5 separate regions of the Mus musculus genome follow, and all the other regions are linked to region 1. The links are chromatin contacts, called in public Hi-C and HiChIP or PLAC-seq maps. All regions are on one chromosome and are shown on one strand. The core of a region is the stretch at or near the end of the contact, and the rest is flanking DNA. Distances in the headings are between cores, read along the strand shown.

Region 1 (2,700 bases), core at 146-2,645:
GTTGCATATATTTCTTGGCGGTGTACCATAAAGTGTTATCTACATCTGTCTTATGGCTTGCAGCATAGCTGATGTTATTGTGTACTTGAATATTCTTTTCCACTCCCCCACTTGTGTGTCTTATATGTGTGCATCAAAATAAATGAGCACATGTACCCATGAATAAATTAGTAGATTGGAGCTTTGGTTTATTTGTTTTACTACTGATTTCTTTTTTAAAAAAGTACAACTTTAAACTTAGCTCTTAGCTCAGTCAAGTACAAGAAAATTACAATTTTCCATTTTACCTTCACTGTTCCTTTGTTGAATGTTTTCTTTTTCATGCAGGTCTGAGTCTCTGGCCTCTCTCCTTTTCTTCTCCGTGGAGAACCTCTCGTGTTTCTCAGGAAGGCGCTCTAATGGCAGTGGAATCCTCAGTGTTTCTTGGACAATCATCTTGCATTTCTGGGAGTTCAGAGCTTTATGCCCCAGTGAAGCACTTCACTCACGTTTTTTTTCTTGCTTCTGTGGCCTCTGTAGGGAAATCAGATGTAATGGTGTCTTTGTTCCCCTCTCTAGGCATGTTCCCTGGTCAGGGCTTTCTGTGACGTCTTTTGCTATACTTTTCTAAAGTTTGAACAGCTCCTCTGCAGTTGTGCTGCTCAGTGTCGTCTGAGCTCCTTGTGTTTGGTTGGTGCCTGACACTGTGCTGGGGTTTCTCAGTGGTCAGTCTTTTGTCTATTTCTACTGAGCTTTCGTCTTCAATAGCTCCTCTAGTTTTCTCATTACATGGATGGTATGCAGTATTTTTTTATTTTATAACTTTTCATGTTCTAATGTCTGTATTTTCTAGTTTTCTATTTCTTTTAATTTTTTGTTTTCTGTTGAGATACCCTCAAGGTCAGAATGCATTCAAGCAGCTATGCCCAGTCTGCTACTGAATCCAGGAGAAGCATACCTTGTCTGCCACAGTGGCTTACTGTCTAGTATTTCTTTTTGTTCTTACACGTAGTCTGTTTTATCCATTAAAGGCATTAGCATATTAATCATTGTTGTTTTAAATTCCAGGTCTGATTAGCCTAACATACCCGCCATATCTGGGTCTGTTTTTAATGTTTGCTTTCTTTTCAGATTGTGCCTTTTGCTTTTAATCATACTTTGTGATGTTTTCTTGATATCCAGGCATGGCCTACTTGGATAAAGGAACCGCCGTGTAAATCAGCCTTTAGTACTATAGTAGCAGGGGCAGGGCACTAGGAGTACTCTGTAGTTCTCTGTGAATAGGTCTCCGTGTCTTGGTGGCTTGTGCCTCTGGACTGTGACCTCCTCAGGACTTTCCTTGTCCCCTCTCCCTGGGTAGAGCAGAAAGGCTGTGGAGGGCTGATCTTGGGTATTTCCTACTCTAGATCAGATAGGTTCCCGTCACAACCCAGCAGCTTAGACCGTGGTTAGTTACTTTCTCTTTGGGACATTCCTTATCTAGAGGAACTGAGTGTTGTGGTTTGTTTACAAGTGGCTTCTTTTTCTTTGGTCCCAACAGAAGCTTGGGGGCTTCTGTACCCACTGTGAAAGCCACTATGATACTGGAAGTAAAACTAACACCTGACAGAGTCATTGTGTGACATGGAGTTTTAACTTCAAAATTATCCACACAGTGCCTCCAGAAAGCCATCAGTTAGAGTTAGGGTCTTTGTAGCATTGCTTTCTGTGGTTTCTGCTTTGGCAAATTCTAATTCTCTTCTGCCCGATATTAGGGCAGTAGTGTATTCCATGGCCTTACTTCACTTATATATCTGAGAATTGTTGATCATTTCATTTATTTAGATTTTCCACTTGGTAGTAGGGTGAAAGACCAGTTTACAAACTTCTTGAATTCTTATTTCTGAATGGTAAGTTCCTATAGTACTTTTAGGTGTAACAAGATTGCCGAGGACAACTGTGTGGAGTTCATATTTACTCTGTGATTCCTAGGTGCTCAGTGCACCGAGGGTGCCACTGGTAGGCTTTGTTAATGTTTATGTCTTGATACAGATTTTTTTGTGAAAATTTCAGAATCATTAAGAATCATATGAGAAAGAATTCTCTATTGAAAATAGCTTTTATTTTATGAAGCTAGTTTTTGTGTCAAAAATAATTTTCAGAAATCACAGTAGTGGTAAATCCTTGGACTTTGAAAACTATTTTTCTCCTCAAGTACAAAAATTTTAAAACAGAACATTTGAAAGAAATGATTTAAAAGTTACGTCATATGTGCTGGTTTCTGTGGGTAACATTGACAAATGCTCAGCTAATCTTTTCTATATTGGCTTCTCTTCTATATAGATAAAACTTTTATACATAATCATATTAAGTATCTATTTAAATAACTATATATCTAATTTTATGAATACACCTTTAGTTATAACTTTTTCTTTGAGTGCTTAGATTTTTTGAGTTCTTAATTTACTACTGCAAACAGTAGTTAAATAAATGAACATCTTTAGCTTTGTTTATTGTTAATACATTTTTTTTAATGTAGGTAGATTCTTGAAGGTGAGCATTGCATCAAATTGGACCATTTTAAGGACTAACTCCCCCACTGTCACTGGAGAGCTGGGCTTGCCACTTGTCTGCTCTGTGGTAGCTTGAGTGAGGGGGAGATACCTTCCTCCCTCCACCACAGTATCTGGGAGAGCTAGCCTCAGGTCATGAATGGGAGAGCTAGCTCCAGACCATGAGAGC
Region 2 (2,710 bases), core at 49-2,548, 920 kb after region 1:
AATGGAAAGGAAATCCCGTGCACACATTTGGGAGGTAGCTGTGAGTCTGTGTGTATTCTTGCGAGCAGAATGGATCCAGCCCAGAAGTTTAAGCTGTGCAGCACTCGAGAGTGTGGAATTCCCTTAAGATCCAAAGGCCATGGAGTATTCTTCAGAGGACTGCGTCGCATATTTCCTGTGTATCTTGTTTTGTCTGGGGACTGCTCCACAGAACTCTGCCATCTGTAGTGGGTGGCAACTATATCTCAGTCTTGAAGAATTCATCTGTTCATTTTCTTTCTTTCCCTGACTTGATGACACCATTGTGGTTACTTCTCCTCCCTCCCCAATCAATAACATCTCATTTTCCATTATTACATCTTAAGTATATTGCAGTGGCTGCAAGCTGTTACATTTTCATTTTGGTAATGTGATGGTTGGAAAAATCTGTCAGGAAACAGTCGCAGGAGTTCAAGTCCTCTGAAGCTGGGCTGCCTTCCAGATGAGTCTGTCTAGATGGTGGAGGATCCCTACCTGCCCACATTTCGGCAACATTAGCTCGCCAGCCTATACCACCTTTAAGACCCTGGAACTCTGGACAAAGTCACCTGCCCATGTGGGCAGAAGGATCTCCCAGAGCCTAGGTTCCTGTCTCCTCTCTAGCTAATGCTTCTTTGTTCTATATTCCAAAGACTATTAGGGTAGTTTAGATGCAGTGTCTCATTGCTGTTGAGAAATCACGAGTGACGGGTGTGACTGTAAGGTATGATGGATACCTGTCATCCCAGCACTCAGTAGACTGAGGCAGGAGACTAGAAAGTCTGAGATCAGCCTGGGCTATAGAGGAAGATCCCGACTCTAAACAAAAACAACAATAACTCTATCAACCCAAACTACCCAGGGCTTTCTAAATCAATCTTTAGCTAAATATGAGAGCGCCATTCTATACACAGTGACTAGATCTGGGTCACAAGGGTGTCCAAGGGGAAGCAATCTCCCTAAGAGCCATTCGTCATAAAGCATTTCGCTGCTGATATTAATATCTAATGGAAATTCCTTTTTTTTTTTTTTTTTTTGGTTGGGAGAGGCCCTTACCTTTTAATAATGCCTTTTCAGGTTTGAAGAAGTGCATCAGCCATTGCTGGAGCGTTTCTTGTAAGGGCACTTAACTGGTTAGGGGAGGTGTAATGAGGAGGAGTGTGGTTTGGGAGTGATTGGTGAGCACTGCAGAGCTGTGGCTGGAGTGTGGTTATATCTGATCCAGCACTGGCAGCGAGTGAGCTGGCGTCGCTTGTGGTGCTTCTGGGATGATGACTGGCAGCTGGGTGCACAGCAAGCTCACCTTCTCCATTTTCCTTCCCCACTGGCTGCTGTCTTAGGGGAAGAACTGTAGCCATTCATCATTTTGGACATTTAACGGCTTTCTTTTTGGGGGAGGTGTGTCTCTACATTTGCAGTTGAGACAAACGAGCATTTGTTTCCTTCTGCTAGGTGCAGTTTTACACTTCTTTTCACAGCAAAGGAAAACTCTGAGGTGAAGGTTAAGCTTTGAAAGAAGAACGCGAACTGAGTTCGGTGTGAGGCTGGGCTGCCTGGTTGGTTCTTTCCCCTTGAAACCTTCCCTTTCTTGGCTCTTATTTTCTCCAGGACTATTCTATCAATCTTTTGTCTCCTAATACTTACGTCTTGAGTCTGTTAATTTTTTTATGTTAATGATGTAATGTGTACCTCTAGTAGTATCTTGTCGTTGAGTTAGCAAAGTACCACCTACTTTGGAAGCTTAAAGCAACAGAAACGTGTTTCTTCCAAGTTCTGGGAGCAGAGGAGTCCAATATCAGCATCCACTGGGCTGACAGCAAGGTTGTCAGCAGCACAGCCTCACAGTGGCTCGCATCTTAGACGGTGGAGAGCCAAACAAGCTTAGTCAAGATGTAAAAGAGTGAGGAAAGATTTACTGCCTGTACTAGGTAAGGAGAAGCCAGGATTCCACCCCTACCCTCACCCCCAAGCAATGTCCTTTTCCAACAAAGGAAACATGGGGATTTTATTGGGGAGTCTCTGAATATTTACACAGGAAGGCAGTTTTGAGGCAAGCATAGTCCTGTGCATGCTCAGCCTATAAGTGCATTCCTGAGCAACCTCAGTTGAAGGGCATTATTCGAGAAGGCAAGAGAGTGGCGGGTATTTTAGCTCAAGGTCTTAGCAGGCGTGTCTGAAAGATTAGAATGGTGGGCACTTTTGGGTGTGCTCAACTCTGTCAGACAGGTTGTATCTGAAAATGGAAATGGTTCAGTGAACCAGAAATTTACCACAAAGGTGTCTGTCTCACTTGATGTCAAGTAGCAGACCTGGGTTCTCTCTGGGGATTTCTGCTGGCTGATAGCATGGACATGGGCACCTGCAATCCCAGCTTTGTGGGGGATGACTTGATCCTAAGAGGTCCAGGCCAGCCTGATGGTGGTGATGGTGGTGATGGTGGTGATGGTGGTGGTGGTGACTGTGGCTGTGGTGGTGGTAACAGTGACAGAACTGGGACACAGTTTCTTTGGTTTAATCAAGTCTCCTCTCTTCCTACAACTCTTTGGGTATGGGATAGCTCAGTATTAACATTAGAGGGCTAACCAAAGACACTGGAGATCCTGATCTTTGAATCCTAATATGGAAAATAAAACAAGTGCAAATGTCCAGACACAGTTATACTGACTGCATGTAGGAATGACTTCAGTGGCCC
Region 3 (2,700 bases), core at 72-2,571, 960 kb after region 1:
ACTGTGGCCCCTCTTTTAGCACAGAGTAAATTGACTCTCTGCTATCTTTTCCCAACCAGATTACTAAGCAGGGATGTGAGCTTCATTAGATGATGTTGGCTTGGTTTTCCAAGGTGTTGGGAGCAAACCCTTCTAGACAGCGAGGAAGGAGAGAGTCCTTCTATATTTTTGTGGTAAGCATATACTTTCTGCTACTGCTTCTCAGGGTTGAAATCTGTGCTCCTGTTCCTTTATGCAATTGTATATCTCTATGTGTATTGTTAAATATCTTTATTTCTCATTTATAAGATTTGTACTCCCATCTTAGCTCACATTGTCTGTTGGCCTATAGTGTGTGTGTGTGTGTGTGTGTGTGTGTGTGTAATATGTTGTTATATACACGAATGTATATTACATATGCATTATATATACTTATATATAATGGAAACTTAGAATATGTTGTTTAAAGTTTTATATTGCATTTATTTATTCGCATGTGTGTTATGAGAGACAGAGGGAGAGAGGGAGAGAAAGGTTGTAAGGGAGGGGCTGAGTTTGTTCTTTCCTTCACCCTGTGGGTCCCTAGGATTGAACTTGTCACCAGGCTTGGTGGCACAGTACCTTTACCTCCTAAGCCCCCAAAAACTGCCCTTCTAATATGTTCCTGAGACTAGTATTTTATGTGCTCGGTTGCCATTCCTGCTGCGTTTGCTGGGAGCCAGCTCACTATATGGACACTTTGTAAAAGCACAAGCATTGATTTAGGATGGTCACTTCAGGTGGCAGGCGCTCATTTTACATCGATGTGCAATACTCCTTGAGGGGTTTTCTGATTTGTCTGTGTTACCGATGCCCTTGGATCCTTACCATTTAACACACTTACCCACATGGCCACTGTTAAAACCTGCGATCTAATTAGTTATTTTCTCCTGCCCTTCTCTCCATTCTTGCTCCTCCTCTCCCCACTCCTCTCATTGCGCTTAATATCCCCCCCCATACACACACAACAGAAATCCAGTACCTTATAAATATTTTAATAGTGATTTCTTTTTATCACGAGGACAACCGGAGAATTCCTTTCTAAGTTAGAATTGCCAGATGTGTAGCCGATATCTAGAATGAAGTGTTTCTGACAAAATAGGTTTGGACATGGGGGTGAGGTCCAGCCCTGCTGAGCCACATTTCAGTGACTGACACTTCTGCTAATAAGGTGGCTTTTGAAATACCACATAATTGGAAAACTATCTTAGAAAGTCCCAAATATTTGAACATGATACTGGCCTTTGAAGAGGAAGTGAGACAAGGAATGAAGAATCTGTCAGTTTGTCCAGATGTTAGAGGAACTCATCTGTGATAACAGCTCAGGCTATGATAACCCTATTGTCCCATTGAAAGTTCCATGGAGAGTCCCAGGCTGGAGGCTCGCACCCTGGGTTATTTGATGTCTCAGAAATAGGCAAGCTTTCTGTTCACCTTCCCACTTTAGTTTTCTTACAACTTCAGCAAGGCTCACTTGGTTTTTGGTTTTTTGAATAATTGAAATTTCATAAGAATGTTTTATCAGCCAGCCTAAGTCTGGCTTTCAACAGCTCAGCATAGAAGGAATTCTCAGTTTATAAGATGAGGTTGTGTGAGGTCGCCAGGCTGGTTCTTGCTTTTCCCACAGTGACTTCAGTAGCAGTTGGACACCGTTTGACATGCTTTTCCTGGTACCAAAAGCATGCACGTTTTGGTCTGACTTCCTGGGGTCACATTCTGCTCTGTATGTAGATAGTGTGGTACACACTAGTCTCTGTATTTTAATAGTAAAGTATGTGTAAGACCTCAGTGGATGTGAGCCATAATCCATAATGCCTCACCACTGAAGAGGCACAGAGAACCTAAGAGTTTTATTTGACTCAGATTGTAGAGGTCGGTATATCACATAAAATAGATTTTATGTATTATCCTCAAAATGTATCAGTAAATTATGAACCCAAGGACACCAGGTTGTTTGGGGAAATATTTTTTTTTCCTCCAGAGGAACATTCTAGAGAGTGAGAGGATTAAGGATCCTGTAGTCAAGCTCAGCTCCCTGTATCCTGGCTACTGTTCCAAAGAATGGGTTCTCAGAGCTGCCTTGGTGCAGCCTTGGCTCAGTTGGTAGAGTGTTCGTCTGAGTTTAATCTCTACACCATACAAATCTAGCATGGTGAGGCTTGCTTGTCATCTCAGGAACACAGAGGCAGGAGACCCATATGTTCCAGTTTATCCCAAGCTGCATAGAAAGTTGTAAGTGAGCGTGGGCTACATGAGACCCTGCCCCCAAGTGACTTGTATATTTTTATGTAAATTCTATAGCATTAAAAATATTTATCCTCAGACAGTTTTTCTTTGCAGAGGGCCTCCCTCCCTCCACCCCCTCTCTTTTTTGTTTTGCTATATAGTTCAGACTGGCCTCAAACTCAGGATCTTCTTGCTGCAGCCTCCCAAGTGTCAGGATTATGGGTAGGTACTACCGTACCTCACAGTATTTAACATTCTGTTTTCAGTGTCCTATACAGAGCAGCTCCAATGCTTGTGAGGTTGTATTCTGTAACGCAAGCATTCCTTTATTCTGGGTCCATTTAGGATAAAATACAATAGGGAACTGTCATACAGGAGAGACTGCCTTGCATGGTGGCACAGAGGTGAAAGCTGAGGGGTGGGGGATGGGGAGTTAGGAAGAGAGCAGTGTGTTCA
Region 4 (2,700 bases), core at 156-2,655, 760 kb after region 1:
AGAGAAAAGGACTTTGTCAAAATCTAACACCCTTCATGATAAACATCCTGGAGAAACTAGGGATACAAGGGATATCCCTCAACATCATAAAGACATAATTTACAGCAAGCCTACAGCCAACCTCCGCCTAAATGGAGAGAAACTTAAGGCATTACACTAAAATTAGGAACAAGACAAGGCTATCCATTCTCTTCCAAACCTATTTAATACAGTTCTTGAAGTCTTAGCTAGAACATTGAGACAACTGAATGAAATAAGGAAAATAAAAAATAGAAAGGGATGAATATCTTCATTAAAAGGTGATATGCCAGGCTGGAGAGATGGCTCAGCGGTTAAGAGCACTGACTGCTCATCCAGAGGTCTTGAGTTCAATTCCCAGCAACCACATGGTGGCTCACAATCATCTGTAATGAGATCTGACGCCCTCTTCTGGTGTGTCTGAAGACAGGTACATTGTACGCATATTAATTACATAAATAAATCTTTACGGGGAGGAGGAGGGGGAGGAGGAGGAGGAGGAGGAGGAGGAGGAGGAGGGGGAGGAGGGGGAGGAGGGGGAGGAGGGGGAGGAGGGGGAGGAGGGGGAGGAGGGGGAGGAGGGGGAGGAGGGGGAGGAGGGGGAGGAGGGGGAGGAAGAGGAGGAGCTGAAGGAAGAAAAGCTTGAGCAGAAAAGAGCAAAGACTGAATGAACTCTGTGACATGTGACAGGAGTCACTTTGCTGCTCTTTGTGTAGTAGACCATATGAAGGATACCTCACGTCCTGTACAGGGGGCAGACGCACCGCTGACCCTTTCTCTCAGGAGATGGTGTGCAGTCGGTAAGTATAGTTAGGAAAACTGGGAGCAATGTTGGAAGAGTCTTCCCACAGTACCAATAAAGACGCTGGAGCTCAGGGGCCTCGTCCCACTCAAGCGTCCAGTAAGTCCCAGAACTGGGCTCGCACTCACTGCGCCTGACCCCGGATTTCATTGATCACCTTCGCAATCTTCTTCGCCACAGATTAAAAAAAAAAAAAATGTTGTTCTTTGTTTTTTCAGATGGGGAAATTTTCAAATGATTGTGCTTTGCCTCTGAGTCTCCTGCTCACAGTCACAGGGAGCTGGGGGGGGGGGGGGGGGATGCACAAAAAGGCACTTAAAAGCTTCTGCAATGGTCACAGTGCTAAAACAAACACAGACTGATAAGGGTCCCAAGTTCCCCATTGGATCTTCGAGTGGGTCTCTTCAGTGTGCCCTTGACGCCAGGATCCTGGTATGCATGGATTTTCTGGGACTCTTTCCACACAGCAAACAGTTAGTAAAATGTTCTTACTGCTCTAGCTTGGGACAGTACTAGCATAAACATTTCCTTAGTATTTAATGACTCCACCTCCCTCCAACTGCTGCAGCTGCAGTAAGGCAGGCGACGCAAGCAGAGATTAGATACAGGATATGCACCTGGCTGGCCATAAATGCTTCTTAGTTGTTGGTAAAGGTTAACAGGCCCAGTTCTCTTTTCTCCTCAGACCCAGAATGCGGGGACATGAAAGGGAGCTGTAATTATTTATAAACAATAAAAACTTCTGTGTGAAGCTTGCAATGAATGGATGGGTTTATCTGCCCACTTCAAGTGAAGTAGACAGCTTTTGCTGTTTGTTGTGAATAGAAATGCCCCCATTTCCTCCTCCTCCTCCCTCTTCCTACATTTCCCCTTCCTTCCCCTCCTCCTGTCCCTCCTCCTTCAAGTGGTCCTGAACTATATGTGGTTAGACTCTGTTTTTTTCTCCATCAGAGTGCCTGGGAAATCTGTGCTGGGTATGATTCTTTCTGCCCTGGGTAGATTCTCGTCGTGAGGATCTGAACAGGTCTTCCTTTGGTTCTTTCTGACCCATCTGCTCCTAGCTGGCCTCTGTTCGTATCACTCTGGTTTCCCCGACCCAGCAACCACCCTGAAGTAAAAGAAGTATCTTTCAGCATGGTTGATGGGACAGAGCTGGCCGGGTTGCACTGAGTCCTTTCCTGAGTCTGCGACTCCTGACTGTTGGGACTCTCCATTCTGACCAGCGCAGCTGTCTACCATCTTCTAAACTCCAGTGTGGTCCTTTTGAGAATGCTTTCATTTTCTAAAGCTGCTCAAAGACTCCACCTTGGCAGATCGAGCAACCGTGCACTCTTACCCACACCCCTGCAAGCACCCCTACTAACACACTACACTCCTGTGACCAGTACATACAAGCACAAGCTCTTCTTAAAAATCTCTCTGATTCTGTAGAGTTCAGAGCACACCGGAACTTCAGATTGAAACCTGTCCTGTTGCTATCAGTTCTCTCTCGGTTTCTGGTAAGTTTTCCATCTCTCAAGTATGAGAGTCCACTATTTTACATGATAACATTTCTCTCTGAATTGGGAATACCGAAAGCTACCATGAAAACAGATGTTGTCTATCACTGTAGTGACGGCTACAGCAAAAAGAAGCACACACAGTGTACGCATTGGGCTACAGGGAAATGAAAGCACATAGAATTGTTCTATATTAGTTATTCTCTCTTGAAACTCAATATAAACTCCAGGGCTCCTAAAATTACACGAAGGAGTAACTTTCCAGAAGTTTAAAGCTCAATGAGACAGCGGTTACTGTAGAAGGTATTTATTTGTTTACTTATTTATTTATTTTAAAGATTGATTTTGCTAGGCAATGGTGGCATACACCTTTAATCCGAG
Region 5 (2,700 bases), core at 37-2,536, 900 kb after region 1:
GAGATGGAGTTGCTGGGACAGAGAGCATATATTAAACTTTAGTAGATGCTGCCAAATAGTTTTCCAAAAGTGCCTGTACCAATTTACACTTCCCCCAGTCTCTGTGGCAGTTCCATGTGTTACCACAGCTTTGCTCATACTTGATAGCGTTAATTTTTACGTTTTAGTCACTCTCTTGGATAAGTAGTGGAATCTCATTGTGTTTTCACGTAGACAGATGAATTTGAGTATCTATGCTTGGTTGCTTGTTTTACTGAGACAGGTTTCCTTCCACTCTACCTAAGACTGGCTTTAAACTTTAAGCCATCTTCCTGTCAATACTCCCCAGGTGCTTATGTGATGAGATTACAGGTGTGTGTGACCCTGTCTGGCACGTTTGCTTTAAAGTAACATCATAGATGACTGTTTAAGACAGTAACGTGCCTGTGAAGGTTTTCCTCATGTCACTGAGAAGTGTCCAAGGCTGAGCCATTCATCTGTGGTCAAACATCTGTTTTCGACATGGCTTACATAATGTTAAAGGCTTTTCAACCCCACACACCACACGTTCATTTATTCCTTGATCATTGAGTTGCTAGTTTTTGCTAGAGACTGAGATTAAAAAGTAGGGATACGAGTATGAATAAAACATATCCATTCTTGGGTCCCGTCTGGCTGTGCTGTTTCTAGATGTTGTGGAACTCTTTGGAGGTGGTATCTGGATGGAGGAAGTGGATTGTAACCCAGCCTTGCTTCCTACTAGGGCTTCCTGTTTCCTGATCTACAGATGTGTGAGCAAGTTGCTGGTGGCCATGGAGCCACCTGTTGCTCTACCCTCCGCCTTCCTGAAATGATAAATTGTGTTCCCTTAAACCCTGAACCAGGATGAATTCTTTTTCCTTTAAACTGCTGTTTGTGTGCAGGTGTACATCCATGTATGTGATGCATGTGGAGATGAGGGATCTATTCTTCTCTACCTTATGTATGGAGGCAGTGTCTCACACTGGAACCCGTAGCTCATTATTGGCTAGCAGAGCTAGCTAGCTTACTCTGGGGATCCCATTTCCCCCTCCTCTCACCAGCTGCTTGTGTTGCCTCTTGTCAGGTAATTGGTCACAGCACCAGGAAAATAACCAACGCATAACTTAAGTGCCCTAGAAAAACAGATTGGAGAACTGTTTTACTCAATTTATTCCTGGTTTTGTAGTTACATTTATGCAAGACGAATACTCAGGTTGATGGATTGACCGGTTCTACACAATAGCTTATGCTGCTGCTTCAGGTGATGGATGGAGACTCAGCAGTTGTATTTATTCTGAATCTCTCAATGAACCAGTGTGTGGTAAATGGTCTCTGTAGCCTCATGAAAGCACTGACCAGAGATACCGAACCCCATGAATTCTCAGGGCCCTTGAGTGAAATGGTATAATGTTTGCACAGACCCTAGACCAGTGGTTCTTAACATTTCTTTTCTTTTTCTAAAGACTTATTTATTTTATGTATGTGAGTACCCTTTTACTCTCTTCAGAGACACTAGAAGAGGGAGTTGGATCCTGTTATATATAGATGGTTGTGAGCCATCATGTGGTTGCTGGGAATTGAACTCAGGACCTCTGGAAGAGCAGCAGTCAGTGCTCTTAACTGTTGAGCCATCCCTCCAGCCCCTGGTTCTTAACTTTTCTAATGCTGTGACCCTTTAATACAGTTCCTCATGTTGTGGTAACCATGAAATTAATTTGTTTCTCTCTCATAACTGTAATTCTGCTACTCTTATGAATCATAATGTAAGTAGCTGTGGTGTAGGATATCTTATATGTGGTCTCCAAAGGGGTCACAACCCACAGGTTAAGAATCTCTGCCCCAGAAAATTATCTCCTATGCTTTCAATCATTTCTCTATAACTTACCATGTACAACACAGTATAAAACTATTAGCTAAGCAATAGCATCACTGTAGCATTTAGAGATGGATGGTAAGAAAAGAGTCAGTACACGTTTCATAGCCCCATGTTTTTCTGAACTATTTTTAACTCCCGGTTGGTTGGATCCAAGACCAAGAACCTGAGGTAACTGTGAATCTGTCGTTGCCTTCCCTTTGTCTCAGTTCCTTAATTGTGAGTATAAATTCATGGTCTGAGGCTTGTCAGTGGTAGCTTCATCAAGCATTGAGGCACATAACTCTATCATTTAAGCTATAGTCAGTTCAAGGTTATCCTGGTCTACATAGTCAGTTTCAGGACAGCCAGGGCTATGTGGGGAAACCCTATCTCAAAAAAAAAAAAAAAAAAAAAAAGCAAAAAGCAAACCAGCCAAACCAACCCCTCTGCAAAACAAAAACAAAGAAATAAAAACATTAAACAAACAAACAAACTTGTCTTGAGTTGAAATGACTGTCTTCTTTTCCAGTCCCTGAGCTGCGCATAAGCTAAATAGGTATTCTATCATGGGGATTAGCCCCCCCCCAGCTCTCTTTTTATATTTTTTATTATGGATGAAGTATTCATTTGCTCAGGCTGGTCTCTGTAGCTCATGTATATTTGGCATCTTTTTACCTCAGCCTCTATAGTAGCTGAAATGACAGGCTGCATCACCTGGTCTGGCTGAAGTGATTGTCTTTAAAAAGTGCTGTTTCCTTTGCTCTGTGGTGGGGCCCAGCTTCGTCAAAAAAAGACCTTCTTCCACTGCTTCTCACCAAGCAGAGCATTGTGCTGTATCTAACTCA

What was found. A called contact is a pair of places that touch in the nucleus more often than the background predicts. HiChIP or PLAC-seq counts read pairs in DNA pulled down with a chosen protein or histone mark.
Region 2: a Hi-C map of the HPC-7 cell line shows a contact between it and region 1, with 4 times the contacts expected there. The contact joins two enhancer-like sites. A contact is called at or near these places in 1 of 484 Hi-C or Micro-C datasets (the HPC-7 cell line) and 1 of 115 datasets of contacts at active chromatin or transcription factors (large pre-B cells).
Region 3: a contact with region 1 is called in an H3K27ac HiChIP or PLAC-seq map of large pre-B cells, with 6 times the contacts expected there. The contact joins two enhancer-like sites. A contact is called at or near these places in 3 of 115 datasets of contacts at active chromatin or transcription factors (bone marrow-derived macrophages, embryonic stem cells and large pre-B cells).
Region 4: a contact with region 1 is called in an H3K27ac HiChIP or PLAC-seq map of large pre-B cells, with 3 times the contacts expected there. The contact joins two enhancer-like sites. A contact is called at or near these places in 1 of 484 Hi-C or Micro-C datasets (bone marrow-derived macrophages), 2 of 115 datasets of contacts at active chromatin or transcription factors (embryonic basal ganglia and large pre-B cells) and 1 of 9 other capture datasets (embryonic stem cells).
Region 5: an H3K27ac HiChIP or PLAC-seq map of large pre-B cells shows a contact between it and region 1, with 2.6 times the contacts expected there. The contact joins two enhancer-like sites.

Annotation. Positions count from the first base shown.
Region 1 is chr13:29,754,991-29,757,690 of GRCm38.p6, reverse strand. All of the region lies in intron 5 of Cdkal1 (CDK5 regulatory subunit associated protein 1-like 1), which reads left to right. Among named protein-coding and RNA genes, the nearest start is that of Cdkal1, 99 kb to the left of the region's middle. Within about 2 kb of position 1,395, at least 95 of the 459 cell types and tissues checked have an H3K27ac peak or open chromatin away from gene starts, as enhancers often do. A contact at or near this core is called in the HPC-7 cell line, where this site is marked.
Region 2 is chr13:28,837,824-28,840,533 of GRCm38.p6, reverse strand. The region is part of intron 2 of 2610307P16Rik (RIKEN cDNA 2610307P16 gene); the gene reads left to right. Among named protein-coding and RNA genes, the nearest start is that of 2610307P16Rik, 46 kb to the left of the region's middle. Within about 2 kb of position 1,298, at least 45 of the 459 cell types and tissues checked have an H3K27ac peak or open chromatin away from gene starts, as enhancers often do. A contact at or near this core is called in the HPC-7 cell line, where this site is marked.
Region 3 is chr13:28,796,717-28,799,416 of GRCm38.p6, reverse strand. All of the region lies in intron 2 of 2610307P16Rik (RIKEN cDNA 2610307P16 gene), which reads left to right. Among named protein-coding and RNA genes, the nearest start is that of Mir6368, 87 kb to the right of the region's middle. Within about 2 kb of position 1,321, at least 6 of the 459 cell types and tissues checked have an H3K27ac peak or open chromatin away from gene starts, as enhancers often do.
Region 4 is chr13:28,991,081-28,993,780 of GRCm38.p6, reverse strand. No RefSeq gene overlaps it. Among named protein-coding and RNA genes, the nearest start is that of A330102I10Rik, 24 kb to the left of the region's middle. Within about 2 kb of position 1,405, at least 38 of the 459 cell types and tissues checked have an H3K27ac peak or open chromatin away from gene starts, as enhancers often do.
Region 5 is chr13:28,854,712-28,857,411 of GRCm38.p6, reverse strand. The region is part of intron 2 of 2610307P16Rik (RIKEN cDNA 2610307P16 gene); the gene reads left to right. Among named protein-coding and RNA genes, the nearest start is that of 2610307P16Rik, 29 kb to the left of the region's middle. Within about 2 kb of position 1,286, at least 9 of the 459 cell types and tissues checked have an H3K27ac peak or open chromatin away from gene starts, as enhancers often do.